Regions from separate parts of the Anas platyrhynchos genome. Here region 2 is linked to region 1. A link is a contact called in public Hi-C data. All regions are on one chromosome and are shown on one strand. The core of a region is the stretch at or near the end of the contact, and the rest is flanking DNA. Distances in the headings are between cores, read along the strand shown.

The links. A called contact is a pair of places that touch in the nucleus more often than the background predicts.
Region 2: a Hi-C map of skeletal muscle shows a contact between it and region 1, with 2.5 times the contacts expected there. The contact joins the enhancer-like site here to the promoter of RFTN1 in region 1. A contact is called at or near these places in 5 of 8 Hi-C or Micro-C datasets (F1 follicle, liver, skeletal muscle and 1 more).

What each region holds. Positions count from the first base shown.
Region 1 is chr2:122,644,564-122,648,435 of IASCAAS_PekinDuck_T2T, forward strand. It overlaps RFTN1 (raftlin, lipid raft linker 1), which reads left to right and starts at 1,761. Exons shown (of 10, transcript XM_027451013.3): 1 at 1,761-1,892.
Region 2 is chr2:122,743,667-122,747,538 of IASCAAS_PekinDuck_T2T, forward strand. OXNAD1 (oxidoreductase NAD binding domain containing 1) reads right to left here. Exons shown (of 10, transcript XM_027451018.3): 9 at 1,477-1,585; 10 at 426-792. The coding sequence ends at 638. Among named protein-coding and RNA genes, the nearest start is that of DPH3, 15 kb to the right of the region's middle. Within about 2 kb of position 1,670, at least 2 of the 8 cell types and tissues checked have an H3K27ac peak or open chromatin away from gene starts, as enhancers often do.

The DNA of each region.
Region 1 (3,872 bases), core at 511-3,010:
AGGCCACTGGGGGTGACATGTCAGTGGGATTACAACCCAGCCGGTTATGAGGAAGGTCAGTTAAATTATTAGCAAGCATATGGGTCACAGATCCCTTATTTATGCAGAGGATTTAATCTCCTTAATAGCTGGAAGGGTAACACGGTGAGATGCAAACAATCCAGCAAATTTCTAGAAGCTGTCTTGAAAGAGATACTGAATGGGTAATGTACAACTGCATCTCCAGTAACAAGGGAGAAGCGTTTAAGAATGTGGTAATGGCAACTCTGGCTGTAGTCATGGTCATCTAGTGAAGCTCAGGATCCTGAAGGGAGAAGGACAAGCAAGTCCCTGGACTTTGGAGAGCAATCTTTGGGTTATTTGTGGAACTGGTGGAGCTGCCTCACATGGCATCCTGAAAGGTGAAGGAGCATTGGAAAGCTGGCGGATTTTTAAGAGAACCTTTTCCATATGCAAGCATGGCACATCCACGTTGTCAGGAAAACAAGGAGCTGAACTGGAAGACGAGCTTGGCTGAACCAGCTTTATGTGACTGGCCTTCATTACAAAAACTATCACGGTAGAAATAAGAACAGGCTACAAAGAAGGATTATTTGAAATGGTGCCATGGGATATAGGAATAGTGTTGACACACAAGGGCTTATGGCATCTCCTGTTGCTCTCAACAGCTGTTAGCTGTAAAAGGCTGTACATACAGACCTGTTGCAGGATGTGAGCACAAGTAAGGCTGATGAGCTTGAAGCTGCCTTTGCCTCAGCTTTGCTGGCCTGTGTGCTTAGAGGTGAGTTTCAAGGAAGAGAACTACCCTTGCTGGATGGAGGTCAAGCCAGATTTCAGCAGAGCCTTTGACCTATACAGCCTTGAGACCAGCTGGGCAGTGTCTGAGTGTGCTGGGAAGATCAGGCTGATGGCTGAGAGCAGCTGCTCTCTTTTCTTCTGAAGAGGATCTGCAAAACACACATTTCCAACAAAGAGGCAAGAAAGACAATTTGGGGAACCAGGAAGACCTTCAATCCCTGGAAAAATCAAGTCTATTGGAACAACCTTTGCTTCCATGTGTCTGGAAGCATCTTACAGCGTGCCAACTGTGTGCTTTCTGTCATAGAGGGGCTGGATTGCAGACCAGGGCCAGGGTGGTGGGTGCCATGGCAGTTTTGGGAAGGTGACAGTACTGCTTAGGTGGCTGTAGTTTGGGTGGGTGGACACCCAGATGTGTAAAAAGCTGGTGGCAGTTGCCATGTGGCATGAGGACCTGGAGGAGGCGACGAGATGTGCCGCTACTCCCTGAGGAGCGGGCAGCAGCTGGCAAGCCTTAGGGCTGGGCTGCTGCCCTGTGGCGCCTGGCCGGGCTCGGGGACCAGGAACGTGTTGAAACGGGACAGACAGACGGACAGACAGCGCCACAGCGGGGAAGGGAGGGCCTGGGGGGGGTGTGTGAAGGGGGAGCTCTGCCTCAGGCGGGCGCTGCCTCAGGCGGGCGCTGCCTCATGCCCGCAGCCCCGGCCGCACGGCGGAGCCCCGCCACCGCCGGGCCGGGCCGGGAGGCGCCGCTGCCCCTGCCCCGGCCCCGGCGGGGCTCGGAGGAAGAGGAAGTGGCCGCGGCCCCGGGCCGGACCCCGGTTTTGGGAGCGGGACGGAGCGGGACGGAGCCGCGTGCCCGGGCCGGGCAAACTTGGCGGCCGGCAGCGGGGCCGGCGGGCGGAGCGGCGCTGCCCCGGCACCTCCCTGTGGCGGCGCCGAGGGGGGAGCGGCCCCGGAGCAGGGCGGGCGGGCACGGGCAGGAGGAGGAGGAGGAGGAGGAGGAGGAAGCGCTGTCAGCGGGGCCGGCCGTCCCCGCCCGCCGGGCATCCTTCAGCACCGCCGGGCTGCTCCTCGCCCGCCGCCCGTCCCAGGTACCGGGGAGCGCAGGGGAAGGGGAAACTTGGCCGGGGGGGGGGGGGGGGGACGGTCCCTGCCCGCCGCCTCAGCGCCCCGGGGGGGTCGGGCTCGGCCGTGTGCTGCCCCAAAGCAGGGTTAGGGGCGGCTTGTGGGGGCTGTGGGGCTGCCCCGGAGGGGTGTGGGGGCAGGTGGGGGGTGCCTGCTGCCCGCCCGGGGCTGGGCTCACCTGGCCGGGCTGTGAGGGAGCGAGTTGTGCTCCCGGAGTTAGCGGCACAGGGCGCTGCCGGGACGCGACCCGTCCCCAAATCCACGGGAAACCTTTTTGTCCCTGTGCTTTTAGGGTTTATTTTTAAGGAACCCATTCCTTTCAGCTTCTGGTGTGGAAGGGAAAAGTTACTGGCAGCGCTGCTCCTTTTCGCAATAGCAGCGGTCACATTTGTGTGTTTAATTTCTGTGTGTTTTTTTTTTTTTTTTTCCCTAAGGAAAGAAAGATAGTCGCGGGTTGAACGCTTCTTTTAGGAATTTAACTTAACCTCAAGCCAGTTACACGAGGCAAGGGGCTTTCCACCACTCCAGCGCTGGCATTCCCCCAGCCTGCGAGCGGCCGGGGTTAAATCCCCGCGGGCACCGCGTCGCTGCCAGGTCGTGGTGGCCGAGTGACCGCGGGTGGAAAAGCCCCAAAGCAGGAGCCACGGCCTGCTGGAGCGTAAAAACCAAAATTGGTGACGTATGTATTTAAAATATATATATATATGTAAAAAGAAATCATACTTCCCTTATTTCTTCCCCCAGCTTCATCAGGGATCCCACAACTTCCCAGCTGGCTCCACACTCCGCTTTGCCTTTACCCCAAATCAGTTTGCTGGGGTCATACTCTGTGGCAAACTAGCCCGAGGCAGTAAGCGTGGGACTGTCAGGTCTGTGTCTTGCCATGATTTTACTCGCTGTCCTTGAAGCTGCTGTGCAGGACGCATCTGTTTTAACTGCCTGATTTCCATGGGTTCAGGGTGTTGTGGGATTCGCTTCAAAGGAGGGTTGGATTCGTACCTAACATTCCTGTGCGTGCTCCTGTCAGGCCCATTCAGTCTTTAATTTTCTAGGCAATAGATGTTAGCTGCTTCGGTTTCCTCGTAAGTTTTCCAGAGTAGTTTCCTAGTCCTTCTTAGCATCCCAGCAGCCTTCCGTCTTCACCTGAAGGCAGCTCGAAAGTTTGCAGCCGCGGCATTGCAGAAGAAACGTTCCCAGTGCTTCGTCCAGTGATGTTAACGCTTCTTTATCTTTACCAGAAACACCCCACCTACAAGTATTTTGTAGAAGTGAGAGGAACCATCTGAATCTTTTGCTGTACTGAAAGAAAGCATCGCGATATCACTGCGTCGTGATACGACCGAATATTAAATCTTTTGGGTAACGTCATCAGGTGGTGTGGGTAGGGTTAGGAGCAAGGTTCTCCCACGAACCCACCGTTCTCGGATTGCTCTCCGAGGCCAGCACAGCACTTGTCTTACACCTCTGCCAGTTACCTCTTTGCTCTTCTCCCTCCCACGTACAGAGCAGCGTTGATTCTCGAGACAGAGCTGGCGGCAGTGGGCAGGGAGCCTGCGGAGGTGGCCCAGGTACCTGCAGGCCCAGGGGAAGTGAGAAGAAGGAAAGTGGTGGGCGTTCTTCGGGGCAGCAGAGTTGTACCCGCGGTCAGCCTTGTGAACACCATGGAAAAACCAATAGTGCCTCATAATATTTTGTTAAAGTCCCATTACCACTGTGGCATATTATTTGACATGCCACGCACTGGGACTGTGCTTTCTTCCTTACTTGAGAATGACACTTACCAGTTCTAGCTTTGTTGAACCCATATGGTACTTACCCATAGATCATTTTGTTTCCTTCTTAAAGTTTCCCAAAGCATAGCAAGCTCCTGAGGCTAGACTAGCAACGGGCCAAAGTGACCAAATGATGTTTTCCTTCTGCTTTCATGCAGGCACTACATTCTCTCG
Region 2 (3,872 bases), core at 420-2,919, 99 kb after region 1:
TTTTCACCCACCAGTATTTTTAATGCAGGTCTGAATACAATTATGAAGAAAATGTCTCCTACTGTCAACACAGTTGACAGTGACCTAAGTAAACCACATGAAAGGGTTTGTTTATTTTTAAACAAGAATGGCCAGGTGTAGGAAGTCACAGTGCAGTACCTCTGCTTCTATAAAGCCATTACTTTAATATCTAGAACTGTGGAAGGGAGTGTGTTCACTGAGCAGCACAACAGTTCAGCAGTGCTTCAGAAGTCATGGCCTAAATTATTATTTATTATAAACTGATTGGGCACTGCTGCACAATCAGTTCTCTACAATTACGGAATTGGACACTGAGAGTCTTTTAAAATGTCACTAGTAAAACAAGTGCATAGAGTCAGAATTTGCTGCTACCATAAGAAATAAACAAATCATCCACAAACCAGAACAGTTAATGTCTTTAATATAAAATCACTTTTTTTTTCTCCCCAAAAGCAGCAGCACTGTATTACAGTGGTATTTTTGTTAAATTAAAAGAACACCATCATGATTGAAGACAGCTTCATTTATGAAGTAAAATCTCCCAAGTAATTCAAAGTCCGTTTTCTGTACATTTTACTACATCAAAAAACACTGAAAACAAATTATTTTCTGTTCACTACCACCATTTCTCAAAGAAAACACAGTTTGTAGGAACACCAATGTTGGACAGTAGTTTGGATATAGATTCTATCATTGGAGGCGGACCACAGATGTACCATAAAGTATCCTTAGATACATGTTTTTCTAGATCCTTTTCAGATATTCTTCCCTCTGATGAAAAAAAAAAAAGTAGGAAATGAGAACAGAGATATTTACTTATGTAGTAATATCAAAAAGAATGATGGTTAGGGGCATTTTAACCGCTCATTTCTTAAAAATGTCAGGCCCAGTTAAGGGTAATAGGTATCAAGTTTTGAGGCCTCCAAACCCATTTGTGCTTCTGGGAATCTAGATCAGTACTTCCAGCTTGGAATGCATGGGATATTAGTCACTGAACAGAAACATGGCTTACATGCAACTAAAAATCCCATATTAAGATGAAAAAAAAAACAGATAAGTATCTCTAAGACAAATACAACAGAAATGGAAACATGATGAAGTACCTCTTGCAAACAGTCATCTTATCCTTCATCAGTCCTGCCTTAAGCAAAGTAAATACTAGTTTCTGGAATAAATTTTCAGTGGGAAATACCAGTATGAAGTTTAGATTCAACAGAGGTGGTTCAGTAGAAAAGCAAACAAATACTGCAAAAGTATAATTTTTCTCCGAAGCATAATATGTACACTGAAATTACTTGGGTTTAACTCGCATCTCATTTTAAATCTTTAACTTTAAAAATACTAAATTATGTATGTAAACATACGCTGCTACTAGTTATGTTAAACTTCATCTCCAAGGAGGCAATCAGACTTGGGCGCGGAGGAAGGGGTGCTGTGCGGTGCCACGGTGCTTACCTGTGACGTGTGGCTGAAGCTCTTCGCAGATCTGTGAGCTCTGCTGGGTAACGTGGAAACGACACATGATCTTTCCAGGAAATGCATTCATCAAACCAAGAATATTTTTCTGTAATGTTAAACACACTTGCTTATACCACAGGCCATTAAATCAAAGCAGATGTATGCATACCGTCCCAGTGATTATTAGCCAGGACCAGGACTCTTGCTTTTCAGCACTGAGGACTCAGTGGGCTCCACTTCAAAGGACTGATCTGCACACGTACACAGAGTTTCTGAACATGGAATCTGGATATACTACCAGCTATGTTATTAGAGCTTTTCTCCTTTTTTACAACAGGTTGTAATTTCTAAGATTTGAATCTAACAACCAGGTATGTGCTTTCCAGGTTTCCTACACTTCCCATGTGGGTTTTCCATTTAAAACAAACAAAAGAAAACCACCATACAGCAAGTGTTTATCATCCCTTAGAATTTTTTTTAAGTCTCAGCTGCTTTATCTGGTAAAATTACTAGGTTCTTTACTATTTCTTCTTCCCCAAGTAAAACCAACTACAGTGTAATGCTAACACTATTTTTACCAGAGTAGAATCTCTGATTTTGAGTTCAGTAATTCACAGCTGTGGTAGTTAGCACCACAAATCTAGTGGCTTTGGTTCAATAACCAAACCAAACCAACAGAAACGTACAAACAAAAAACCCCTGTCAGTCAGATGCTATACTTAGTTCTGAAACTAAGACTAGTTTACTGTCTAGATTCTATACCAACTGGGATTTTCATTGCTGGAATTGACAGTGGAAATAGTTTATTTTCTGTGAATAGGTAAGTTAGCTCATTTTGCTATGTGTTTCCTTACTAAGAACAGACTGCCATGGACTGCTTAGCAAAAAAAAAAAAAAAAAAAAAGGCAGACATTTTTTAATTCCCCAGCAAACCTGTTTCTGATTCCCTATAAAGACATGGAATACAGAGCAGCACGTAAGGCAGTGCTGTACACTGCTGCACAAGTACCTCTAATACTGGCCTGCCTGCACTGTTCTGAGTCCAACTCTAAACTTCTGTCCCCTTCATATGGAACCATGCACAATTTGATAGCACTTCTGGAACAAATCCTGTCCTGGGGAGTCGGAGTCCTGAGACCTAGCCAGACGGCATGCCAAACCCATTTTAAGGCAGGACTTAACCTGCTGAAATAATCCTGCAGTCATTCACAGCACCTACTTGTAAATCTACTACTCCGTAAATTCAGGTAGTGGCAGGTATCACACACGTGTGGCATAAAACACCAAAATACTTTCCTGTGCTATCCTGAGGCAAGGGACAGGCTCGCTTTAACAGAGTGAAGGAGAATTTGAACAGCTCAGCAGGATCTTTGCAGCCTGGTAAGCCAGTGAAGCAGACAGCTGAGCCATACAGACCTAAGGGAAAACACCTATCCCAGCGTCCCAGCCACAATAAAGAAATAAGGATCACATTCAGCCCTAATGAAATGAAGAAACCCCAGCTGAACGGCATCCTGAAGTAGCAAAGTTAATATGCTGTCCTTCGCAGTTCTATTCTAAGATTGACTGCTTCCACCATTTTAAAGAATGAGATTTTCAAAAGCAGCGCATATAGCTGTGAAACCAAAGCACATCCCAAACCAGTACTAACCAGTATAAACCAGTCACACTAGGCTGAAGGACCACACAGAATGTACACTGCTACAGGAAACAGATCCTCCAAAGCACCAGCAAAACCCTAGGAATTCCTTGTGGCAATTTATATAGATGTATCTCACAACAACATAAAGACTCTAGTGATCCTATTCCCTCTGCACAGATATAAAGAATTTTCTTATAAGTGCTCTGGAGGGACATGAAAAATGAAGGGAAAGATCTATTTTAAGCATTGCAACATATCATTGTGTTCTCTTCTGTTCCAGAAGCTCTAATACAGCTCTGCTGTCATAACACTACTGAACCGGAACCCAAGAAATGCTGGCTCCTGCGCTGAAAAATAGCGGGCAGGCTCAGAACAGGATGGGAGATTAGAAGGGCCAGATGGAAGAATAGATAGGTTCCAGTTTGTTATGCTGCTTCTAACAACAAACAAATGCCTCTTCAAGAAAGCAAACATCTTCGGGTCTCAAAATAAGGTAGGAGTACAGAGGAAAAACTCATGATGAATCCTATATACAATTTCAGGAGTCATCATAAATTTTCACCTTGATCTTGCAATCAAAAGCTTTCAATTCTTCAAAGAAACCTAAATCATTAGGGATGCTTCATTACAGAAGCTGTGCTGACATGACCATAAAACATTGTCAGTAACCCTTAATGGCCAAGTGCGTGATAACTGATCTTAAACTGCTAAGGAAATGCTGATGAAGTACTGCTAGAAGCAGTTTTATGAG